Regions from separate parts of the Oncorhynchus mykiss genome. Here region 1 is linked to region 2. Evidence: chromatin contacts called from public Hi-C data. All regions are on one chromosome and are shown on one strand. The core of a region is the stretch at or near the end of the contact, and the rest is flanking DNA. Distances in the headings are between cores, read along the strand shown. Region 1 holds the start of LOC110533652 (coxsackievirus and adenovirus receptor homolog). Region 2 overlaps LOC110533652 (coxsackievirus and adenovirus receptor homolog).

What was found. A called contact is a pair of places that touch in the nucleus more often than the background predicts.
Region 1: a Hi-C map of liver shows a contact between it and region 2, with 4 times the contacts expected there. The contact joins the promoter of LOC110533652 here to the enhancer-like site in region 2. A contact is called at or near these places in 3 of 3 Hi-C or Micro-C datasets (blood and liver).

Annotation. Positions count from the first base shown.
Region 1 is chr10:32,350,677-32,356,428 of USDA_OmykA_1.1, forward strand. It overlaps LOC110533652 (coxsackievirus and adenovirus receptor homolog), which reads right to left and starts at 2,526. Exons shown (of 8, transcript XR_005053618.1): 1 at 2,284-2,526. It overlaps LOC110533653 (protein BTG3), which reads right to left. Exons shown (of 5, transcript XM_021618079.2): 2 at 4,933-5,139; 3 at 4,625-4,762; 4 at 4,208-4,397; 5 at 3,241-4,105. The coding sequence starts at 5,105. The coding sequence ends at 3,890.
Region 2 is chr10:32,245,234-32,250,673 of USDA_OmykA_1.1, forward strand. It overlaps LOC110533652 (coxsackievirus and adenovirus receptor homolog), which reads right to left. Exons shown (of 8, transcript XR_005053618.1): 7 at 2,387-4,865; 8 at 1,758-2,344. Among protein-coding and RNA genes, the nearest start is that of LOC110533652, 110 kb to the right of the region's middle. Within about 2 kb of position 2,593, at least 1 of the 11 cell types and tissues checked has an H3K27ac peak or open chromatin away from gene starts, as enhancers often do. A contact at or near this core is called in liver, where this site is marked.

The DNA of each region.
Region 1 (5,752 bases), core at 1,276-3,775, 110 kb after region 2:
CCTATGCATCATTGTGCCATGTCAGATGAATGCCATGATAAGTCTGGTAAAAATGCCATGCTTGTCTACTCTACTGAAGTGGGACAGTGCCCCAAATGATGAGCTCATGAAGCCATTATAATAGTGATGAGCCTCTCCACTAATGTACAACAATGTACAACAATGTACAGCATGAACAAAAACCACATTGTTGGGCTAGTATAACACCCCTAACCAAACCTTTAACACAGCAGAAAGAGATGTGCCTGCCTGTGTAAACAAAGCACTTCATTATTGCAGGGCTTTTATCTGTAACCAGTGGAGAGGAACGACATTGCTCTGCCCGTGGCTCTTCGCGGTCAGAGCAATATTTTTTTAGTTTCTTATTCAACTTTCTTATTCAATACTCCATGGAAGATGTAGAATACAGTTTAGCAATCTGCTATGGACGCATCTTTGCCAGAAGAACCTGGCGACTTCATTGATCATTTTCATATTTCAGATAGGTCTAGTTTGGGTGGGTCAATTATATACCCCAGTATATGGGCCTACTGGCTATATCTAAAGATAGCTGTAACATCGTAATGCCTTCCATACATATGGGATGAAGATTTAACATTCTGACAAAGTAATTACGATATTTGTGAGCAAGAAAAAGGTTAGACAGATCATGCTTTCCATCCAACCGCTGCATACAGGTAGGCCGTATGATCCTGCTTTCTGTGGACTCCAGAGAAGTGACATGATATCCCTAGATGATATTGACTGCTAACATGAATGACTAAGCTCAAAATGCAGGAGTAAAACAGTTAATTTCTGTATCTTACTTTAAAAAAATGCATCAATGGCAGGCTACATTTGTTCAGGGATTGTGTGCGCTAGGTCAAAAGCTTTGAACCACTTCTTTTTGGGGGTTGTGGATCAAAAGGTTTGAGAACCAACTGACCTACAGTACCATGGTTTCATTTCTGTGGTGAGAGAGGAGGAGGAAAGGGCTGATTTCAGTGTAAATTCCAGGACAGCAACAAGGACACAAATAATAAGAGTGCTAAATTACCCTCCAGCACTGAGCTACCCACCGGCAATAATACAATCTGTATAATGGGCATCCCAGATGAAAAACATGTATTTTTATTTTATAGGTAATAAATGATAACCCATCTGCATCGCCTGACCTGCTGATAACGAGGGTAATTTCCATCCAAACTAGATGTCATGAGAGCCAATATCCATTTCAACAGGTCCCAGAGAGTTCAAGCTGCATGATACCACAGTGTCTACCATACCAAATCTACATATCTCCAGCCCCAATCTTTGTTCACTACTATTTATTAACTAGAGCAGGACATTTGAACATGGTGTTGTTGCTCGGCAGATTACTTTTTTTTTTGGGGGGGGGGGGGGGGGGGGATTGTGAATCAAAGCTAATTAGGCTCTGTTCTATATCTATAGGGCTAAAGGAAATATTAAAACGGGCTACACTAAATATAGGCCTAATGGCTGAAATGACACACTCACAGTAACATTAACATATTTAATGGACATAAATCTGGTCGATAAACAGCTAACATGTAATTCATTTCTCTCTGGGTGTAAAAAGCACACCCTTGGCGCGGGAGGGGGATAAAGTTTACATGGTATTGGCAGATGGCTGACAGAAACTGCAGCACTTTGAAGCCCTTTACAGGTTCTAAGGCAGATCAGGCTATTTATTGTGTGTTAACGTTATGCACTAACTAATGCAAAACAAAAACATCGCTTGATAGGTTGCGTTCAAAAATGCGTTGCGGAATGAACCAATTTCTCCCACGACGTAACAGCTAGCTCAGGCACATGAAATAACCATAAAATAAAATAAACCATGTGTTCGAAAAATTACATTCTTGAAGTGAAAATAATTTCCTGTCAATTGAAGAATAATAGGCTCTAGTATGGAATTTCACAATTCCTGCATGGAATTTGGGGTGATCACACATTTTGACCAGTGATGCAATTTGGAATTCTCAGCTAACGCTAGCTAGCAAAACTATGTTAAAATGCTATTTTCAATATTCTTTCAGTGAAAACAGGAGTAACCAAGTGAGTATAATCTGAAGTAAAGTTACGTCACATGTAATTCCATAGAGCAGCCTACCATATCGTTATTTTAGTCGCAAACATCTAAAAGTTTACTTTTTAGCATGTTGCTCGCCAGCGCAACGAGTGAGACGACCTGTGTAACGTTGCATACTCACCACTCCATTTTCGATCGCTCTTTTGAAAATTGCGGATTAAAAAAAAGTACCCGGTGGAAGCAAAACTTACCTGCAATGAGAATAATCAATAGAGAGCAGAGGTGGGATATCGAGAAATCCATTCCTTTCTGTCTATTCCAATACTTTTCCTTTAAAACTCGGTTGAAAAAATAACTTCTGCGGCGCTCCTGACAGACAAACCACTCTCCCGAAGCATCAAAACTCTCCGATCCTTTTTCGCCTCAGCAGGTGCATAGGAGAGCAGGAGTCTAGACACGTGATTTCCGGAGGGTAACAAAGTCTAGTGTACCAAGATACTTTCACGCCCCCTACCGTATTAGGCTATTATGCCGCGTTCAAGTGCTGCCGGAAACTCCTAGTTCCCAGTGGGAAATGTCACTTGAATGACCCAAGTCTGAATTACAGGAGGGAAACTACTCGGAGAAAATGTTAGCCGAGTTGCGACGTTTCACCAGACCTTTTACCCCAAAATGAATCCGCTTTTGACAATTACAACCTTATCAATATGGATAATGTAGCTAGTCTGACCATATTGTGAATGTTTAATAAGCCAGCTAACTTTATTAGCAATGTCAGCAAGCTTTTCAAGCTAGCTAAAATCGTATTGGTTGAATAGTAATTTGATTTCCAACGGCTTGAACACAATCATGTGGGACTTACCTCTTCCCAGTTTCCTACAATATTTCGCCCGAGCACGTGAAGCCAGCAATACAACAATGAACACAGCTTCCCAATAGTTAAATTGTCATTTTACTGTTCAACCATTTGTAATACTGTAAACCAGACAAGCTATAAGAATGTTTGGAAAAGCTTTAAAACGTAGCCTGTGACATTGCAAACATGCCTTTGAACAGCATCAGAAAGACTGAATTGAACAGGTGTCATCCATATACCTACATGCTTCTTTTGATTGTGTGTACTGTAGGCCTACAGGTTGTTCAAATATTAAGTTATTTAATATTTACCAGATATGGCCTCTGATGGTGTGAAGGCAACAGCATTGAGGTAGGATTAGAACATGTGTTTAATGTCTCAGAATTTAAGTGGTAAGCGCAATTCATAATACTAATACACTGAATAAATAAAACAATTTCTCATTGGAACATAACTGATGGACAGTACAGTAGGAGGTAACATACAATTAACCCATCAAAAATAAATACAGTAAATATATCTTCATAGCTATAAAATACACATCAAATTCCTATATTCCTTATCCATTACAACTAATTATTTTACTCACAAGAATACAAATTCTCTCAAGTGTAAAGAGTTAATGTTCTTACCATAAAAATAACAAATTCCAGTGACTATCTCACTACAAAAATACATTAAAAATGTGGTCAAACATCTTGGTGGACTTTGTTTGCCACTTCCTTCCCCTTCCCTCTAACATTTCAGTCACTTAGCAGACACTTCTCCAAAGCGACTTACAGGAGCACTAAGGGTTAAGTGCCTTGCTCAATGGCACATCAACAGATGTACCTAGTCGGCTCGGAGATTCAAACCCGCAACCTTTCAGTTACTGACCCAACACTCTTAACCGCAAGGCTACCTGTCACCCATGAACTATTGCTTGCTCTAGTGGTTACCCTCAACAGCTCAGGGAACCTGGAACAGGCTAATACTAACATCAACACTTGCTACAGTGGTCCCTAACAGTAAGCCAGGCCTGGAGTGCCACCCCAGTATCCGAGCCCCCCTCTCTGGCCAGGCAGAACCAAGCCTTTGTGTCTGAAGGGCTGGGTGGGTCTGCCTTGAGGTCTGAAGCCATAGCGAGGAGGACGTGGAGGGACGTTATATCCTTTACCAGGCCCCATCTTCTTTTGATTGGGCGCTTGACACCACAGAGGAGCAGATGGGTAGATCACCTATGAACAATAAAACATGTGGTAAATATAATTTAAATTGACCCATTGTCAGTGCTGACCAAGGAGGTATTCTGTATGGAAACACTACATTACTGGTTGTACCTGGTATGTGTGGTGATTTTGGGGGCAGGTAGTGGATGGACGAGTTTCCCTGAGGCCACTATCCTCCTCTGAAGATGAACCGGAGTGGTAGTCAGACGTCACCCTCTCCACGGCACTGGTCACCTTCTTAGTCACAGTCTCATCACCAAAGAAACTGGCCACCGTGAAAGCATGGTTCTTCTCTCCATACCTGCGCGATAATGAAAGGAAGAAGCCAACAAGACTTGTGATGCTCGATCACTGAATGTATATCAACAATTTAGTTACTTGACTGGTAAACAATGTAACAACTGAGGCTGCATACCAATTGTCTACCCATCTCCCAAAGTGTGAACTTGCACACTCTCCTGTAAATGATTTAACGCCTTCCAGACAATAGTTACACAAATCCAATGCTTTTAAATAAGACAGACTGACCTGCAGCACACCTCCCCAGGGTCTACCCACAGAGTGAGTTCTCTGGGCAGGCCAAGGTCCTTGTACTGAACCCCACTCTCCTGGCAGGCCCGCAGCAACTCTGGATCCTCCTTCTGCAACCTGTTCAGCCGAATACACCTGCGAAGTAGAGTATACAATACATTGATAACTCCAATCATACAAATCACTGCATATCAAAAACACACCTTACTCATGATGCCCTAGACTGGAGGTTCATAAAACTACTGGTATGAATGTCAAAATAGTGAGAGCAAGGCAACAGACTGGGGTCATATCAGTAAAGTTACCTGAAGGCCTGTCCTTTGCTGGGGTTGTCAGGGTACCAATGCCCCCTGAACTTCTCCTGCAGGGCAACAGTCAACTGCTCCACAAACATGTCCACTTTCTGGGTGTCCAACTTTTCCACCTTTTTGATCAGTCTTTTCAGGAACAACACCACTGCTGCAATCTCTTTTTTCATGTTTCACTGATGTGCTGTAATGATGGTCCAAATTCTAAAGATATAAGAGCGTGTATTTTGTCAGATTAGTAGCTAGCTACCACATTTGACAACAAACAATCAACTTTAGCCTATACACAAGTTAGCCTAGCTATAATAGGAAGCAACATGTTACCCCCATGAGTGGTTTCATCCATCAATGAATCTCAATGCCCTTGAAGTATGTAGCAAGCAAAGCCTACCTTACAACACAAAACAGGCTGCCAAGAACTCGTTGCATGTAAACATTAAGCTAATTTAGCAGGTTAACTATTGTTAAAGCCAAAGGGCATTACAGTCTGGCGGGTGTTCGTCCAGAAAGGCGCGCTGTGACGCATAAATCCAGTTTAGCCATGTGACTGCCCGTGAGTCATAGCTGGCTAGCGCACAACAAAACCTTTACAAATTATGTAGTTGGACATGCATTATGTATGTATTAATTGCAGACATTTGGGGGCAACTTTTCAGGTGAAGCTAGCTAAGAGTAAAGTTCACAAACAGCATGATTGAAGAACTTGATTTGTGATAGCTAATTTAGCTACTAGACTAACCTTACTGTAGCTAGCTATATTATCTAGCTAAAAAAACGAGCAAGTTATAAATAATGTTAAAGAAGCAAACTTTGTAAA
Region 2 (5,440 bases), core at 1,343-3,842:
AACGCATTGAACGCACAGATTCACTACATGAAACAGATTTTAAAAAATCAAAAGGAAGTTATATCTGAGAGATATAAGAAAGATTGGGACACATTTAAAAAAAATATATATATATATTTAACCCCTTATTTTTGGCACTAAACAGACTCCATATACACTTCCATACATTTTTTCGACTGGTACCGGGGGACCTTCAGACGAGTCTTGAGGCCTGTAGGCATCCTAGAGCAAAACAACTGACACGTGTCACTGAGAATCTCACCTTTCCAGGATGGGTCCAAACTGTTCGGACAGACAGTAGTTGGCAGATCAGCTCTACCGAATTCAGATGAGTCCCAAGATGCTTGTGGGAGTCAGAGCAAAACCGTTCGGACGCTAAAGGCAATTTTGTGAGAAGACAGATTTTTGTGTTGTCTCATGGTCTGACAAACACCGCTCTAGCTGTCACCTTTCACCGTAGATGCGGAATGCGGTGGATTGAGACGCATCCAACGCAGAAAAGACTCTCTAGACTTATTTTTCTTCATAGCTGGCCTAAAGACATCGAGGTTAAACATTTGGTACAATCCCTAACATGGCTGATCTATCCAATAACCATTAACCTTAGTTACTCCAATGTATCCAGCTCAGTTGAGCTGCTATAGGAGCTAATTTGTACCACAACTGCTAATTAGCTGGGAGTCGTCATGCAGTTAATTAGCAACAACATTAGCTAAGGCAGGAAATTGTCTACAATTGAAACCAGCCAAGGGTAAACGCTGCATATGTTGGCTCAATCGAAAATTACCTCTACATTTCAAGCGCGCTAAAGCACTGAACTTCAGCGATACATATTGATTCGAGCCCTAGGTACACGCTGACTTTAGTTCTCCCTCAGTCATTACAGAGGCAGTGATGATGTGTTGTGAGAGAAGTGCTACACTGCAGCACGCGGATAATGACTCAGTAGGGATAAAGGACAAGTATCAGTGGGTGAAACACAGAGGAAAGACATTACTCCCCTGTTCCCTCAAGTCAAACCAGGGCAGTGGCCTGGAGTAGTTTTCTGATTCACACTACAGGGCTGAACCCAACCCTACTGTGCTGGCTCGGTTATTTTCTTTTCACATTGTCCTTTCCAGCAACTCTGGTGGATGTGTCATCAGGCCAGCCCAGTAAAGCTCGGCCTTATCGTGTGAATCATGCTAGTATATGTAAGGTTCTAGTGCTGCCTGTTTCAACGGAGCTGTGGATTTTCACTGGGCGGATTCTGATCATCGTGCCTTTGTGCTTCATTGATTAATTATAATCATTAAGTGGATAGAAAGTAACCTCACCTGGCATTAATGTTGAAAATCACTGCCTGATTCAAATGAATCACAGTGGAAGCCTGGAGGAGGGCCAGCCATGTCACAGAGGAAGCCTGGAGGAGGGCCAGCCATGTCACAGAGGAAGCCTGGAGGAGGGCCAGCCATGTCACAGAGGAAGCCTGGAGGAGGGCCAGCCATGTCACAGAGGAAGCCTGGAGGAGGGCCAGCCAAGTCACAGTGGAAGCCTGGGGGAGGGCCAGCCATGTCACAGAAGAAGCCTGGAGGAGGGCCAGCCATGTCACAGAGGAAGGCTGGAGGAGCGCCAGCCATTTCACAGTGGAAGCCTGGAGGAGGGCCAGCCATGTCACAGAGGATAGACAGGCAGGCTGCTGATACTTGCAGAGAGAAAAACACGTTGATTTAAGACAGTCAAAAGCTGCTGCTATGGGAAAGAAAGGCAAAATAATGTTATTATTTCTTTCATTTTGTCCTTTATTATTTAAAAATACAGCACAAAAAAATACACGCACAAAAATAAAAACAGGTATGATCACACAATGTGCAAACAAACCACCAAATAAAAATCTTCATACAATATTAGTACACTAGTTTTAAAAGCTACAGTTAATACCATGTTAGTAGTACTTATTCGTTTTCTGAGTTGAGAGGGACTGTACAACATGACTACCTCCCTAATGGCTCTGTAGTTTGTCAGCAGTTGGGGGTCTACTAAAATACTATATTGGGGACAAATCCAGACAGTAAAGACACACACCAACACACAGTTCCCTGGGCTTCGAGAGAGCTGACAGGTTTTTCACTTCGGGGTAATGTATGGGGTGGGTTTCACTTTACTTCCTGTCTCGGATGTGGCTGCTGTCCCCATGTGTGAGGTTACACCTGCCACAACACGGAGAGGCGTAAGGACACAACTCCGAGAGGTCTTCACCGGTCTCCTCCACTTCATCCACCTCAAATCTACTACTTTCACCGGTCTCCTCCACTTCATCCACCTCAAATCTACTACTTTCACCGGTCTCCTCCACTTCATCCACCTCAAATCTACTACTTTCACCGGTCTCCTCCACTTCATCCACCTCAAATCTACTACTTTCTATTTCATACACACAGAGTCTGTGTTTCATTCACCATACTAGTATACTATTTACAATGCATGCTATTGCTTCATCAGAATTAATACGCTAATGTGGATATTGAAACATGGCTGCAGTAGAATTCCAGTGGTGCCCATCTGAATTAACATTAGTGGGCTTTCACCCTCCACTGTTATTTACAAGACCCATCGATCATGTTTTAGATACACATTAACCAAGCAAAGCACGGCAGATCATCATCATACATACAGGGCATTAGAGGAAGTGTGGTGGGATTACTTCTAGAGATGGTGTAACTTTTACAGTATATTTACACATACAAACAAAGCCTTCATAAAAAAAATTAAAAAAACCTCAAATAATACATTTAAAACTAAAAAAGAAGTAACAACTGTGTCAACTGTTTTTGTTGATGTTTTTTACATTGCTAATGTTCGAATATAGAGCTAATGTCAATTAAAAGGGGGGGGAAGTAAAGCAACCAACCTCCACTCAGTTGATGTGGATTTACACAGGATCCAGAACCGTGAAAAGTGGACTAGTTGTCATGCCGATGTGGGTCTCGTACTACAGACATACTGCATGTTCTGTAGCCAACTATTGTGTCATGTATCATACAACGACACTTTGCTACAAAACATACATGTACAGTGCATAGCAACGGTAGAAGACTAGAGCGCAGCCTGGGTACACACACACACACACACCTAGAGGCCTGTGGCTGTAACAGTATGTATGTGATACAAGTCAGTACAGACAAGGCACAAGAACACTGACGTGAATCACAGAAACACTCCATCTGGGCTGAGCAGAAGCACTGACTGGGAGGGCTGTGAGTATGTGACAGAGTGAGAGAGCATGGGTGCATTATAGACACCCTGGAAAACACCTAACACCCGTGGCTCAGTATTCTAATATCTTCTTCTTCCCCTCAACACTCACTTCCTTCCATATATATCATGTAAATTACTATACTGTACATACTTCATTTATCCTTCATGAATAGAGGTGCATGAATGAACCACTAAACATTTTTGACTTCATAATGACCATTGAGAAAGTTGTTTCATCGAGATATTGAATCCTGAGTGTGCAGTTACTAATGTACCATTTTGTTCAGGGGTTTGATGGTTAAACACCAGAGCGGGTTAATAATACCATACAGTGTAGGGGATAGGGAAGGGGTGTCCTGGCGGGGTCAGAGGGGCAGGTGGCAGTCAAACACAATCAAATATGATTGTTCAGTGAACCTCACCCCGCACCTCCCAAAACACTGCCTGTTGTAGGAACTTGAGGGGTGGGCTGTAAACCCGGCAAAGAGACAATACACTAATCACAACATGTGGCGGTCTGAACTCCCCCTTCCGTGTCATTAGCCAACCCTGTCCACCCGTCCCCTCCAGACCAAGCTGGACATTTCAAAACGGTCAACTGTCGAAATAACCAGCTGACCCAATTTCTCTCAGGGCTGGCAAACATGGCCATGACATCAGCCACAGTCCAACCAGTGGAATGAACATCTTTAAAAAAGGTAACTACTTGACAAATCATTATTTTGAAAAGCAGAAGTCTAAAATTCCTTCAGTAACCCCTAATCTTGATATAAGCTGTGTGTTACAGAAGTGAATTGATCAAATGTCTGATCACTCCGTGAGTATTTCATCCAAAAAAAGTAGAGTAGAACTGTACATTTCCCAGAAACATACACGTCAAGCTGCAATACTCTACATGGTACACAACAGGCCAATCAGAGACCGTGGTCCGCTCTGAACACAACTCTCTATGCACAGGGCCGGCTAGATAAAAAACAAAAACATCATGCATTCAACTATGTACAAAGAAACCTGTGTGAATTGACCATTAAAATGTACCCAGCCTAGAATTCATAATTGTCATGTGTGAGAAAGTTCAGGAAGTAAAATTCATAAAAGCATCTGTTTTTTTGTCCACAGTAAATAGTTCATAGTGGGTGACATGGTACAATACTGCTTCTCTTTTCTCCTCAGTACAACACCACACCCAAACCTCCATAAAGCAGAGCAGAGTGGGGGTCCCAGTTGGTGGCCAGTGGTAGAGGGTAAAATCTGGCTGCCCAGCACAGTCCCCCAGCCCAGCCACCCCATCTCTCTGGCTAGTGTCCCCCGGTCTTTCCCTCCATCTTTCTGTTTCTTTCAACTACACAATGGAGCCGTCCCTGTTCTGGGCGGGGATCATGACGGCGATGGCGCCCATGCGGCTGAGGTTGGGGCCGGCCATCTTGCTGGCGACGGGTGGGGGCAGGGGTGCGTGGCTGGGGGGCCTCTCATACTCCTCCACGGAGGGGATTTTGTCGTACTGGGGCTTGAGGGCGTACTCGTGTAGGTTGGAGGGGGACATGGAGCCCAGGGAGGAGCGCTGGCTGCCCACGCTGGTGAAGGAGCGGGCCGTCGATACGCGGCTCTTCGGAGGGGGGACGTCCTCTCTGAAGGAGAGAAGGGGGATGAGATGGTTATGTAAAAAACACAAGCTTTTTCACTCCCTTTCACATTCACTTGGGTTTGGAGTTTCCCCCAGGGGTCCAGACAGAGAAAAAAAGTGAAAGATAATGGAGAGACACACAGAAAAACAGAGAGAGCGGGTGGGACAGACAGACAGAGAGGGTGGGACAGACAGAGAGGGTGGGACAAACAGACAGAGAGGGTGGGACAGACAGACAGAGAGGGTGGGACAGACAGAGAGGGTGGGACAAACAGACAGAGAGGGTGGGACAGACAGACAGAGAGGGTGGGACAGACAGACAGAGAAGGTGGGACACACAGACAGAGAAGGTGGGACACACAGACAGAGAAGGTGGGACACACAGACAGAGAAGGTGGGACACACAGACAGAGAAGGTGGGACACACAGACAGAGAAGGTGGGACACAGACAGAGAAGGTGGGACACACAGACAGAGAGGGTTAATAAGACAGAAACACAGAGAGAGTGTGGGACAGAAAGACAGAGAGAGAAGCTGGGACAGACAGACAGAGAGAGGGTGGGACAGACAGACAGAGAG